2 separate regions of the Rattus norvegicus genome follow, and region 2 is linked to region 1. The links are chromatin contacts, called in public Hi-C maps. All regions are on one chromosome and are shown on one strand. Each heading gives the region's core, a stretch centred on a gene start, on an enhancer-like site or on the middle of the called end of the contact. The rest is flanking DNA. Distances are from core to core; before and after follow the strand shown. Region 1 overlaps Epb41l4b (erythrocyte membrane protein band 4.1 like 4B). Region 2 holds the start of Epb41l4b (erythrocyte membrane protein band 4.1 like 4B).

What was found. A called contact is a pair of places that touch in the nucleus more often than the background predicts.
Region 2: a Hi-C map of hepatocytes shows a contact between it and region 1, with 2.3 times the contacts expected there. The contact joins the promoter of Epb41l4b here to the enhancer-like site in region 1. A contact is called at or near these places in 8 of 12 Hi-C or Micro-C datasets (Schwann cells, frontal cortex, hepatocytes and 4 more).

Annotation. Positions count from the first base shown.
Region 1 is chr5:76,550,986-76,557,744 of GRCr8, reverse strand. The region is part of intron 15 of Epb41l4b (erythrocyte membrane protein band 4.1 like 4B); the gene reads left to right. Among named protein-coding and RNA genes, the nearest start is that of Frrs1l, 69 kb to the right of the region's middle. Within about 2 kb of position 2,999, at least 8 of the 93 cell types and tissues checked have an H3K27ac peak or open chromatin away from gene starts, as enhancers often do. A contact at or near this core is called in Schwann cells, hepatocytes and liver, where this site is marked.
Region 2 is chr5:76,643,118-76,650,035 of GRCr8, reverse strand. It overlaps Epb41l4b (erythrocyte membrane protein band 4.1 like 4B), which reads left to right and starts at 2,284. Exons shown (of 25, transcript NM_001401792.1): 1 at 2,284-3,194. The coding sequence starts at 2,889.

The DNA of each region.
Region 1 (6,759 bases), core at 1,750-4,249:
TCGATTGCCTGACTGGCCAAGTTTCCCAGGTGCTCAGGTAAATACCACAAATTGGCCCAGGATGCCTGGCTTCTGCATCTCCCACCGGGAGGCAGTGAGCAAACACAGGCCAGGGGGTCTGGGGCGGGGGGGGGGGGGGGGGGGGTCAGACAGAGAAAAGCCTGTTGTTAAGGAAAACTGGCACAGTTTTAAGGAGCCCCTGGGGTGTCTAAAAGGCAAACAGACCTGAAACTGGCACTCAGCTGAGCCTAGGCCAGAAGAAATCAATAATTCTGCAAATAGGCCTACTTCTCTTCAAATTAGGAACCAAATGATAGCTCAGACAATTTATTTATTCAGAAATGTTGAGCTTTGGTCCTACGGAGATGGTTTAGTGCTTAAGAATTCTTGCTGCTTCTTAGAGGACCCAGATTTGGTTTCCAGCACCCGTCTTGAGCAGTCAACAACTGCCTCTAACACCAATTCCAAAGGATCCAGTGCCCTGTTCTGGTCTCCATGGGTACCTGCATACACGTGGCATTAAAATGTTTACAGAAACAAACTTCTTTTTAAATGCCGGGCTCTATTTAAATAGTTGCTGGAAGCCTTTTTTTTTTTTTTTTTTAATTTAAAAGATCAAGTTTCTCTACATAGACTGCCTGTCCTGGAACTCTTATGCAGACCAAGCTGGCCTCAAACTCATCGAGAGTCACCTGCCTCTGCTTCCTGAGTGCTGGGATTAAAGGCATGAGTGCCAGGTTTTCACCATCACCACAGGAGTGGGGAGTGAACGGGGGTGGAAGCTTCTCTTGGTTAGTGCCAAGTCTTGGTTTGACGGGTCACACTGGTGGCAAGCGGGAGGGAATATATATAAAATTTAAGGAGCTGCAATGCTTAAAGAGTGAGTGAGTGGAACCCTGGGATGTGATTAGTAGTTAGTACTCGTCTAGTATGGTCAAGGCTCGGGGTTGAATCCTTAGCACTTCAAGAAGTAGCTAAGTCTGCCTGGTTGTGTGTTGCCACTTCTAAACAGGAGAGCAGGGGAACTTGGATGCTAATGGTTCCTCGTGTAGCTTTAATAATGATCACCATCACCCCTTGGTCTGTCAGACCATCTCCCAATCATTGCTCTGCCCTCCAGAGACTGGGTTCTGGGGATGTCCAGCCACTAGACAAGGGTGACCACAGCCATCTAAGGACCTGTCTCAGAGTGAAAGCCCATTTTGGGAAACAGGTGCAGGATCACAGAAGCTCGATGACGGGACATTTCAAGACAGACTGGAGGCCCGCCGTGTGACATTCTGGTCGTCCTGGGGAAATGGGTTTACAGGTCTCTGGAGAGGTAAAATGTGGGAACTTTGGAATCATGCACTTTGAACCTCAGCTTCGCCACCAGCCATGTGACCTTTGCCAGGTTTTCCCATTAGTCTCATTTTCCTCATTCCAAAAAGAAATAACAATATTTTGTTAGGGGACTGAAATCAGGTCTGGGGAGATGGCTCCGCTCTGTCAGTAAAGTGCCTGTTTCGTGAGCTTGAAGACTTGAGTTTGGATTGATGGCACCCACCCAGGTTCATGGCCTGGAAGGAGGTCTATGATAGCCATTCTTTGCCTTCCAAATGAGTGAGTTTATTGAGCACATATATAGCACTCAAAAGTAGAATAACGAGTGACCGAAAGGTAGAAACAGTGAGTAGAGGGCGAAATACAAACTCCAGGCTAAAACTACCCAGCAGAAACCAACTGGGGAAGCCTCATGGAGGCCTGCAGCCGGAGATCCTAATAGTCTCCTCCAGTGAGGCTTCCAGGAGAGAGAACAAAGAACAGAAAAATAGCATCATCACACCAAGGGCTTACAAACATGTAATACACGCCAGCTGGGGAGATCACCTAAGGCAGCCAGCTGGAGGTCCCAAGAGAGACTGTCCCTGGCAAGTGTCACCTCCAGATCCAGGTAGCAACGGAAGGATGCTTGGGGAAATTGAGACAGCTGGGGTCCTGATGGAGCTTTCCTCGGTGAACTCCCTACTGAGCAACTCCTGGCTTCTCTTTTTCCACTGTAGGCATCTTTCACATCGTGGGGCCAAGAATAGTAACATCTTTTGGACGTAATTTGTCTTCTAGCTTTTCCCAAGGATACCGTGTCTTTACTCTTGGGACGTTTCGCTGTTCTCTTTCCTCCCTGTTACAGAGCCAAGAGAGGTACAGCCCATTCCTTGACAACATGCCTCAGAGGATACTTTAAGACAAACTCGCTCAGGTCTGGGATGGGAGGGGGCAGCTCTGTTTCCAGAGCCTGTTAGTGAGCTCAAATGACACAGACAGTTGACCAATGGAATACACCTTGTATGTAGAAAGCTGGACGCGGTGCAGATCTGTAACAGTCCTGGGGCGGGGGCGGGACAGAGACAGATCTTCGTGGCTCATTGGACAGCCAGTTAAACTGGTGAGTTCAAGTTCAATGAGAAACGCTGTCTCCAAAACCAAGGTTAAAAATACAATAGATGACTTCTGTCCTTTACTCTGGCCTCAACACACAACTTGCAATCGTACATTTATAACACCTCTGATATCTCTGCCCACCCCCCCCACACACACAGAAATAATATTTCATCAAGGTGTTGGACACAGTGTCTAAGGCTATCTGCTTGCAATTTTCAGTAAGTTTTGAACAGTAACACCTTGGCAGTCCATGCGAACAGAAAAAGACCAAAGATAGTGTCTAGCACAAGAAATGGTATGTCTCCTGGGCCAAAGGGGGAACTGTGTGTTCCAAGTTTAGCAACAGAGAGGGATGCCTGGTTCTAGAGGAGAGATAAAATAAAAGACAGTTCACAGTGCAGAAAGATACCTCTCTTTGAAACAGCCAGGGTAAGAGCAGAAATACCATGGGGATCTTTTGAGGAGGGATAAAAGGAGAAATAGAAATGATATTTCTGTCTCCGAGTCCCCGGGGATGACTGCCAGGCACAGTGTTTGCCAACAATGCTGTTGTAATTGGCAAAGCTGACACGGGGTGAAGGGTAGGTGAGGGCTCAGAACGCATTCCACTGCTCCAGTAGGTCTTGAAAGTTTGCTGAGTTTAGAGTGTCTGTGTCGTTCCTGAGTTATCTAGTTCAGGGTTTTATCTCAGACAAAGCAGAGAAAGTTTTGCCCTGTTAGTATACTGAACAGAGAGTCATAAGGGAGCCGAGGGGATGGCTCAGTTGGTAAATTGCCTGTCATGCAAACATGACAAGCTGTGTTGGGATCCTGTGTACCCATGTAAAAGCAGAACTCAGTGGGGCCGGTCTGGAACCAAGTGCTGGGGGTGGGAGGAGGAGGAGGGTTTCTGGAGCAGTCACCGTCCAGCCAGCCTGGCTGTGTCAGTGAGCTCCAGGGTCAGTGAAAGACTTAACAATTAGGTGGAGAGCAATTGGGGCAGACACCCAACATTGACCTCTGGCTTTCACACACATGTACACACAGTGTGCCCTTGTGCAGCTGTGCCCACGCGCGCGCACACACACACACACACACACACACACACACACACACTCACTCAACTCACACACAAACCTGGTAATAAAGGGATCCATTGTGGGTTTTTTTTAAACAAATGCACAATGTTTGGTAAAAACTCAATGACTAGGGTGATGGTTCAGTGGATAAAGTGCTTGCCATGTAATAATAAAGACTTCAGTTTTGATCTGTCTCGCGCCCAATGTCCCGCCAGCAAGAACGATGCGCGGCAACAGGATTCTTCTGCGAGCAAACCTTTACTGTGTTACAGCTCTTCTGAACAGGGACCCCGAGCAGCAAAATCGCTCGGCTTATATAGACAACAGTATGCTAATTATCTCTCAGGGATTGGTGGGGCTTGGATCACCCCACTACTTGTCCTCCAGTGATTGGCGGAGAATGAATCACCTCATTAGCATATTAACGGTCAACTGACACCTGGTGCATAAACCGCACATGTGCAGTACCGCTGTTCACCACTAGAGGGAGCCCTAGCAAGGGGACAACCCTGCACATGCGCAGTAAGTCGTTTATATCCAGACAAGGCTGGATGTTGGCGCCATCTTTGTTTCGCCGCGCCGCTCTCTACATTGATCTCTGGAGGCATAGAAAGCCAAACATAGTAGCATACATATATAATTCTTCCGGTGCTCCTATGTCGAGGTGGGAGGCAGAGATGGGAGAATCCCTAGAGGCTTGCTGGCTAAGTAACCTTTCATGTGCCACAGAAACTAATGAGACCCCATCTCAAGGCGGAAGGTATAGACTGACCCGAGATTGTCCTCGAACCTCCACACGGATGCTGTGTTACATTCATGCATAGCACAAAGACACACACAACAAACAATTTTAAGACTCTTAACTATCTCCGTGACTTCCTTTTTCTTTCTCAGCTTCCTAGTTCTGGGCTGCGTCTCTTGTCAATCTCAAGCCAGTTACATGTAAAGAAGCACATGTGTTTACTTAACCAGTCAAAACTGACAGACACGCAGGCTGCGTCAGCTGTCGACGATAATTGTATGGTAGGCATTCTGTTTGTGCGCTTGAACAAATGAACACTATAGAATGATTCCCCAGGGAGTACACTTGCTAAGCCAAACGGTGTGAGCATTATAATTTGAGCACTTTTATGTTGCTCTTCCCCCTAAGGAGACGTCATGTGCTTGTTCCCTCCACATATAGGTGTGATGACAGAGGGACGAATGCTCACAGAGCTGCTGCTAGCTTTTAACCATTTCTGTTAGTCCAATGGATAAAGGCCAGAATATCTGTCTTTAATGTATTTCTCAGTGAGCAAGGTTGCACCCCGTCCACTGTTTATTTTTTTATTTATTTTGAGGTTTAATCTTACTACATAGCAATGATGGCCTCAAACTCCCTAAGCTTAGGCTGGCCTTGAATATGTGAACTTGATTTTCTGTGACCCTCTGAATCATCTGTCCTTTCAGGCTCTTTTATCAAGATCAGTTATAAAGTGCTTGCCAGGCGCACACCAAGACCTAAGTTTGGATTCCCAGACTCATATGAAAAAGGCGAGCATGGTGGTACATGCTTGTAATAGGGAGGTGGAAGCAAGCGGATCCCTGAGGTTTGCTGGCCAGCTAGCACATGCATACACACGCATTTGCAGACATGCATGTACACGCAAGTATGTACTTGTGCACATGTTTGGGGTGCTTAATCATTGTTAAACATGCCCTCTTAGCATTTTTTATAATCGTCACTAGACCTTTCTTGAAATTGATTTCCAGACATTCAGATGACCATCAACATGCTGCCACCCTGGAGAGCTGATGGGGGACACAGACAAGATAAAAATAGCTGAGATTAGGGAATTGATTTCTAGTGTCTGCGCTTCCTTTCCTGCTAAGGTTTCTGTTGAAAGCTTTCTACTCAGACTCCCATGCACTCAGATGCAGTGACCTACCTGTGCATTTGACCAAGGAAGGACCTCCTTGTAGTTATGATTATATTTCTGATAGATCCGATCCAAAATCGCAGGTGCATCCCCAGGCGGTGAGTGGTTTTAATGGAGAGAAGACTGCAGCTTTTAAAAACACCACAATAGTTGTCTAGGCAACCCACTCAAAGGGGTTAGAATAGTTAGAGTCACACCCTACAGAAACCCACCTAATCACTCCCTGCCTGAAGGGATGGCTTGAGCATCCTTTTTTGGTGGCGAAGACCCCATTAGCAAGAGTTGCTGTGCTAATGACCCAGCCAGCCTCCTTCCCTGGCGAACGATGAACATTGTGTGTGTAATAAAAGCAATTAAGCTGAAAGCCCTGAAACCCAGCCAGTGTCTGGCCTCAAAGGCTAAGGATGCCTCATAGAGACACTGCTAAAGAGCCTGTGAAAACTGGGCAAGGGACAGAGGCTTTTTTTTTTTTTTTTGAGATTTTTGTGCACTAATGAACACCAACACAGACTCCTGCTTGTTTCTGTCACCTCAGAAACACATATGCAGGTTTCGGCCCACAGTGGTGTGTCCTATAATTACAGTGTTGACAGCCCGCCCTCCACCCTTTGTATATTTTATCCATCTAACCTGAACTTTACTTGGAATGAATCATGTTTTAATTTCATCTGTTCAGTGAACTGGATGCTGTCTGAGGATTGGAAAAATATCCTTCCCAGCTCATGGCCGGTTCTCCCGTGGCTCAGGGTAGCTGGGATGGTAAGGGACGGGCTGTGTAGAGTACTTATTTATTTATTTACACTCTAGTAATAAGGCCCCTTAAGGGTTGCTGTGTATTGGGGTCTCTTAAAACAGCCACTGGGGGAAGTGTGTTTCTGCTGCTGCCCTCCAGAAGGAAGATTTTACTTAAAGCAGCGACAGTGGGAAACAGAATTGAAAGCAGAGAAAAGACTAAAGAAACCAAGAAGGAAAAATTCTCTTGGATGCTGTCTTAGTTGGGGTTTTAGTGCTGTAAAGAGAAACTGAGGCCACTAATAACTCTTATAAAGGAAAATATCTACTCCGGGCTGGCTTACACTTTCAGAGGTTCAGTCCATTATCATCACGGCAAGAAGCATGGCAGTGTGCAGGCAGACGTGGTGCTGGAGAAGGAGCCGAGGGTTCTACGTCTGGAGCAGGTAGGCATCAGGAGGTGAAAGTGACACCTTGGACAGACATGAGCTTTTGAGACCTCAGAGTCCACCCCCTAGGGACACAGTTGCTCTAACAAGTCCACACCTAATAGTGCCACTCTCTATGGTTCTTTCAGACCACTACATATGCATTAGAAGTAATGTTCTATGTAGAGTGACTCTGAGGTA
Region 2 (6,918 bases), core at 1,035-3,534, 93 kb before region 1:
ATCGAGTCTGAGCGGAGTCATGAGTGTGGGGATCTAAGGTCGATAACCTTCATTTTCCTCATCTCTAAGAGGAAATAACATGTACCCTACAGAACCACTAGGAAGAGGAAGTGGGATCCTGTGGACATTCAATAAGCATTTGTTGAGTGCTTACTACTTCCCAGCAGGGGCTAGGATGCACAGACGAAAAAGAAAACATCTCTTAATGGAGCCTGGAGCCCAACAGGAGAGAAGCTCTGCATAGCCACACACTCAGACGGTGCACGCAAGACGAACAGCTCTGAAAGCTGTGATTCTCCAAAGTGACATCGTGCTTAGCGCGCCTGCCTGACTTCCTACTTGGCTGATGTAAGGAACCACAGATGCAGTGGCTTAAAACAACCTGCAAGCGTTATTTTGCCTTGCTGGAGGCTGAGGTGGATCTTACAGGCTAAAGCCAGTGCTTCGTCCCTTCTAGACTCTCTAGGGCATAACTCACCCTTTCTTTACCTTTCTTGCTTCTAAGCAGTGGTCCTCAACCTTCCTAATGCTGCAGCCCTTTAATACAGTTCCTCATGTTGTGGTGACCCCAACCATAAGCTTATTTTCATTGCTGCGTCATAATTGTAATTATGTTGCTGTTATGAATTGTAATGTAAATATCTGATATACAAGATATCTGATATACAAGATATGTGATATGCAACCCCAAGGGGGTTGTGACCCACAGGTTGAGAACCAGTGTTCTAGCTGGTGCGTGCCTCCCTTAGCTTCTACACCTTGATTTTGACAGTTGTTGTTTCTCCAGTCTCTAAAAAAGTCTCATTTAATTCTACTGGCTATAACAGTGAGTTAATTCTCCCCTCAACCTTTTTAACTCACACATAGAACAACCCCTTCCCGCCTTTGCTACACACAGGAAACACAATCATGCAAATGCAAAATGCATAGGTGGACATCTTCAAGTGACTTTTCTGCGTGTTCCTGGGATATCCTTAGAAACTAGTCAGCTGACTTGGGCTACACCAATTGTACATAGCATCTGGTAAATCTTGTGGGGGTAAGAGCAGAGTGGGTTTATTGTAGATGCTATTCTACAGAGTAAACTATCACATGGGTGGTCCTCATAAGATCATAGAATGAATGCAGGGCAGCTCTCAGACCTTGGGCAAGCATGTTACATACCTAAGCTCCCAAATCCATCTAAGTGAGTGGGAATACATAGAACTGTCTCGGAGAGTTAGAATGGGGATTAATGAAGATGGAGACGGTGGAATCTAAGACAATGCCTGGTCTTCAATAAATGTCTGTTTTGGAATGATTCCTTGTCTTCTCTGTGCGTCCTGCTGAGATCACTGCTTCCCCAACTCTCTCTTAAACTGTTACATTTGCATGTAACAGTCGTGTTCTGTCCTCCATCAATAGCTCTGGAGCCCAATCAATGAATCGTATGGCAGTCTCTAAAGCTTGGTTTCTTCCTTTGTGCAATCGAGATAATAACCTGTACGCTAACAGGCTAAATTAAGACATATGGAAAGGGCTTAGTGTAATGTCTGGCACAAAATTAGGGCCTGATAAACAGTAGTGTTATTCTCCCCAAAGGCCTGGCCTCCTTTCAGCCTCATTTCCCACATTCCTCATTCTGGAGCACAGGACAACCCTCTTGTCTGTGGGCAAACACCGAACCTGTGGGTATTGCTCGTTAGCAATTCGCTGCCTCCAGTTAGCAAATCGCTGTCTCCAGTTTCCTCCATGTGCCCTATGCAATTCATTCTCATGTTCTACTTCGCTTCCCAGAAGTCTGTCCAACCTTGACCAACCTTCTCAGTAGCAATTGTTTATGCAGGCCCTTGCCTTAACTCTGGGCATGGGCGAGGTCCTTGAAGCAAAGTGTCTCCTAAGGAGTACGGAAAAGTACTTCCCCTTCCTCACCGGCCTCAATTTTCTTGTTTGGAACGGGTTCATTGGACTGCAAGGTTAAAGCCCCAGCCAGGGCTGAGATGTTAAAGAGATAGTTTCATTAAGTGGCAAGGACCTAGGTCTACTCCACTTCTTCTGCAGAAGGGGAAACTGAGTACCGTTGGTGTTTTGGTTTTTTGCTTTCAGAAAGAGACGCGCTTTTCTTTGCCCCAGGGGTAAGCATTTTCTGGAAGGAGGCAGCCTTATTTTCTTCATCTGGTCAAGGAGGGGAAACTCTCGGACTTCTCGGGGGTCCTGCGCGCCCGGAAACACGTGTGTGCTCACCTACGTGTACGCACGTGAGCGCACCTACAGCAGCAGGGGGCGCTCGGGCCGGCAGGGGGCAGCACAGGCCCGGCGCAGCCCCGGGGGAGGAGGGCGTGCTGCAGTGCCGGCGGCGGCGGCTGGAGGTGCAGCCCTCCCAGGTGGGAGGCGGGGGCTGCGGGCGCAGGAAAAGGCGCCCCGGGAGCGGGCGCTCGGCGGGGGCCTCCTCGGGCCGGGCGCGGCGCGAGTGGGAGCGAGCGCGCCGGGAGCACGCAGGCGCTTTGCTCCGGCTGGCCCTCGGCCGGCGCGCGGCGCGGGAGCAGCCCGCAGCCGGGTCCCCCCGCGGCGCTCTTCGCGGGGCAGCGGCCACGCAGCAGCCCGCACCGACTGACTGCCCCAAGCGCGCAGCGGCGACAGCGGCGACAAGAGCGGGACGGTCCCCCGGGCCGCCCGTGCGCGCTCTCTCCCGCGCCGCTACTCTCGGCGGGCGCTGGCCCGGCCGACGCGTTCCCCGGGCGGCCGGAGCGCGGCCTCGGCCTCGGCTGGGGCGGGAGCGAGCCCCGGGCCGCAGCCCGCGGGAGGCGGCGCGGCGCGGCGCGGCGGGCACTGACGGCGGCGCCAGGCGCTCCCGGGCGGCGGCGCAGCGGCAGCGCAGGGGGCGGAGGCAGGGGGCGCCCCCGGCCAGGATGCTGCGGTTCCTGCGCCGGACCTTTGGCCGCCGCTCCATGCAGCGCTACGCGCGGGGCGCGGCGGGGCGCGGGGCCGCCGGGCTGGGGGACGAGCGCGACGGGGGGCCGCGAGGGGGCCCGGCCGCCGCCGCCAGCTCCTCCGTGCTGCCCGCCGCGCCCGGGGGTAGCGTGTTCCCGGCCGGCGGCGGGCCCCTGCTCACCGGCGGCGCGGCTGTGCACATCTCCGCCTCGGGAGCTGCCAAGGCCACCCTTTACTGCCGTGTCTTCCTGCTCGACGGAACCGAAGTGAGCGTGGACCTGCCGGTGAGTGACGCGGCGCGTGTGGGGCACTGGCAGCCTGCGCTCCTTGGGGCAGAGCCCCCTGTCCCCGTGGTTCTTTCCCTGGGAAGCTTCCCCGGCCGCTCTTTGGGACCCCTCCCCCATCTTCTGCCAGTCTTCCCCAGCCATGAACCCTCCCGGACCACCAGCTCGGGTATGCTCTGGGGCCCAGTCTTTGGCACCTTGCACCGCAGGGTTGCGGTGCTCTTCTTTGGTGACCCCCTAGGTTTTTTGTGCCTCACTCCTACCCTATGCTACCCCATGCACACGTCCCCACGTCCCCTCCCCTTGGCGCAGGTGGCCTCATTCCCTGCCAATGTTGGCTTTCCGATGCTGGATTGAGTAGAATTTTTCAAGCGACGCAGGGCTGCTCCGGGGTATCCCGGTTTTGGTGTCAGGCCTTAGTGGAAAAGAAATCCTTGCTTGGTGCTCAGCAGGTGCCCCAAGTTTGGGAAGAGGCTTAGGGAACAGTTTTGTCTCTCTGCCCTCTACCTATTCTCTATGGATGGCCCCTATAGAGAGTTTATCCCAAAGTGCTCCCTGGCTCACAGTCTCGCAGGGAGTGGAGTGACTTCGGAGCCAACTCAGGCCAGGTCAGCTTTGAACGGACAGAAGCCTTGGGGTGCTGGGAGTTGGGTCCGGCCACCTCTGGACTGGCCTACCCACTTGCTCCCACATCCGGCAGTGTGCGTGGGACGCGCAGGGCATCCCGGGGTAGCAGCACCAGGGCCTGCGTCCCGGCCACACACCCACAGGTGGTTGCACCCGGGCCCAGTTCCAGTGGCAAGCTAGGCCAGCGCCAGTGACTCCGACAGGGAGCCATGCCGCCAAAAGAGCCTTTCTGGCCGAAGGGGCCAGTCAGATCCAAACAAACGATGCACTAACGGGCGCCCACTGCGCTGCGGCAGACGGTGCCTTCGGGAATTTTGGGGCATGACTGAAGACACCGCAGTAATTGAGCTTTAGATGAGTTACAGATTGTCCGGAGCGTTTAGGCCTCCGGACAGTCTGTAACTGGGTGGTAGGGATTCTTTGGACTTAAGGGGAGAACATTTAACCTGTAAGGGTTTCAGACGGGAAAAATCATCCTTGCTGGCTTGGGCTCTAATGCTGCTTCGTGTGGGTTTAATTTGGAGACAGTTTCAATTTATGGTAGTTTCATTTTGTGGTTCCTGTGCTCTATAGGAGAGCATTTTGTCACAAAAATATCCTCGCGAGGCCTTTTCATAGAAAAGGTGCCAACATTCCCCAGCCCAGAGCTGTTGTCTTTTAAAAAGCGTGCATGTCTCTGCCCCCCAAGAATGAGGCTCTCCAGCTCTGATGCAGAGGCAGGCAGCCTGAGAGCGGGGAGCAGAGGCTAGGTGAGTGGGCAGCTTGGGTTGGGAGAGGATGTGGCGTAGTTTGCATCTGGCAAAGGAATGCTATCCTTGGGAACTTTGTCGGTGCTCCTTGCCTGGTAGTTTTCTTGTCTGTTCCCCAGGGATAATTGGCTTATAAAATGTATTGCTACTGTCAGGTTTGTGCGACAGGCTTAAGTGGTGTTTCTGAGATGAAAAATTGCAAACGGAGTAAAGTGCCCGTGTTCTGAAGAGATCCAAACAGGTACACAAATGAACAGGTTGGGAAGCTGACTGACTGCAGCTGGTGAGGCCATGGGGGAGGGGGAACAGTGGCGTTCTAAAAGGCTTCTTCTTCCTTTTTATAAAACAGAATAATTTCTCCATCTCGGGTTTCCTTCTCCTCCATCTCAGGTTTCCTTCGGATGGCAGATCTTTTTGATGCTTTTTGAAAAAAAAATATGTGCGACTTAATGAACCTCTGGCTTTATTTATACATACAGACATAGGACCATGCACCATGTCCCTTAGACAAATAAGAAGCAAATAAATGCTGGCTTTGTTGTGTGAGCTCTTAGGGCGGAAAGATGAAGAAAAATTGCCAGTGAACATGGCTCATTGATTTAAAGATTTATTAGATATTGGAATTGCATCAGTAAGTCTCCTCCACTAATCCTCCCAGATCGGAGTGCTAGTTCCTGTAATTAATTTTCCCAGTTGTGAGGTTTAGCGGCAGGCGGTGGCTCCCCTGTGAATTTGTAGTGCTTGTTCTGTTCCTCAGACCCACTTTACTGGATTCCTTTTCTATGCCTCCTTCTAGGCATTTGACACCACTGTGCTTGTTCTTCTGTCTCTGGATTTTTTTTTTTCCTGCTTTCTGGGCTATGGTCTTGCCTGGCTGTTTATCACACAGATGGGATTTACCTTTGACCTGGTACCCCTAAGCTTCCTTGTATATTGGATCACTTCCATAGAGACCCAGGGACCTGGCCAGACTCGCTATGACTCCTCCGTAATTAAAAACCCTCTGGTAGCTTCAGGAAGTCCTTTGCTCAGGATACAAAAGTGGTAATGTGTTGTCATAAACCTTTTTATTAGCCCCTCTCAGGACAGACACTTGGGTTCCAAAGTGACCTCAAACACAGTGACACACTCAAGAATGACCAGGCTGTGGCACCTTGGTGCACTTACTCATTTACCGGGTGTCTCGAGTGTGCTGTAAACAGGACGATCAGGGAGATACAGCCTGGAGGCTCCTGGAAGACACATCTGTATTCTGTGTGATGTTAGCAGGAGAAACACTCCCTAGTGGGATGTTCCAGAAGATCGAGATGGGCAGGTGTGTGTGGGGGGTGGAGGTGTCACAGGTGTCAGGTAAGAAGGACTTCCTGAAGCTTGGGATGCTTGAAATGGGAGCAGGTTAAATCCACTGTTACTTGGCAAAGGCACGGTCCAGTTGTCATAATTAATAAAAGGTGTCACAGTCATTTTCCTAATGAGTCCCCTCCCGGCAGACAGACTTGGAGTTGGGTGGTCTGGTTGGTTGAATCTGCTAGCATGACTGGATGGTCTGAGTCCTTCAGGTAGGGAGTCAGAGCTTTCTCAACATTGAATACAAAAATGAATAAGAAGGTCTCACCTATAGTACACAGTCCAAAGTGGACTTGGTGTACAAGACTAGCTTTTAGGTGACACCAACAATGCCCCCCCTGAGCCATTTCTCTTAAGAAACCCAGCCCTCTCATGAAGGGCTCTCTCCCTATCTCCCTCCTGGCAGTCCAGCCATGCTCGGCCTTCAGGTGTGGTCTGGTCTGAGGGAGCCAGGCACTTTCCTTCTACGAATGCGTCTGTAGATCCCACTGGTTGGTGTGCTTGGCAGCAGCACCCACTGTTGACTCATATTAGCTCTCTGTTGACTAAATCCCTGGCATGGCTCAGAGTTCGCCCGCTTCACTCAGCCCCGCCTCGCTCAGCCCCGCCTCTGTTGCCTGCGTGAGTGCGTGAGGTCTTTCAGCAGCCCCGTGTGCAAAGCTATTGGGACCAGTGGCTTGCCAGTTAGCACTCCCACCATGCCTTGCAGGGGAAGGCTGGTTGGCACAGTTGCTCTCGCTGTATCTGGAGCTTGGCATCGACTCACTAGGGTACTGTGCAAACGCGGAGAATTTCAGTGTTACTTTATAGCCCGACTGCCACCTTGGGCCACTTGGGCTCTGAGCGTTGGCTTCCCTGTTTTTAAAATGGGGAGATGAAGTGATTAAAACAAATTGGAATGCTTCAGTAAACAGGACATTGGAGGATTGCTAGAAAGTCTGAATTTTATAAGTGTCTCGTCCTTTTCTAGGGAACGAGGAGAAGTCTTAAAGACTTGTAAT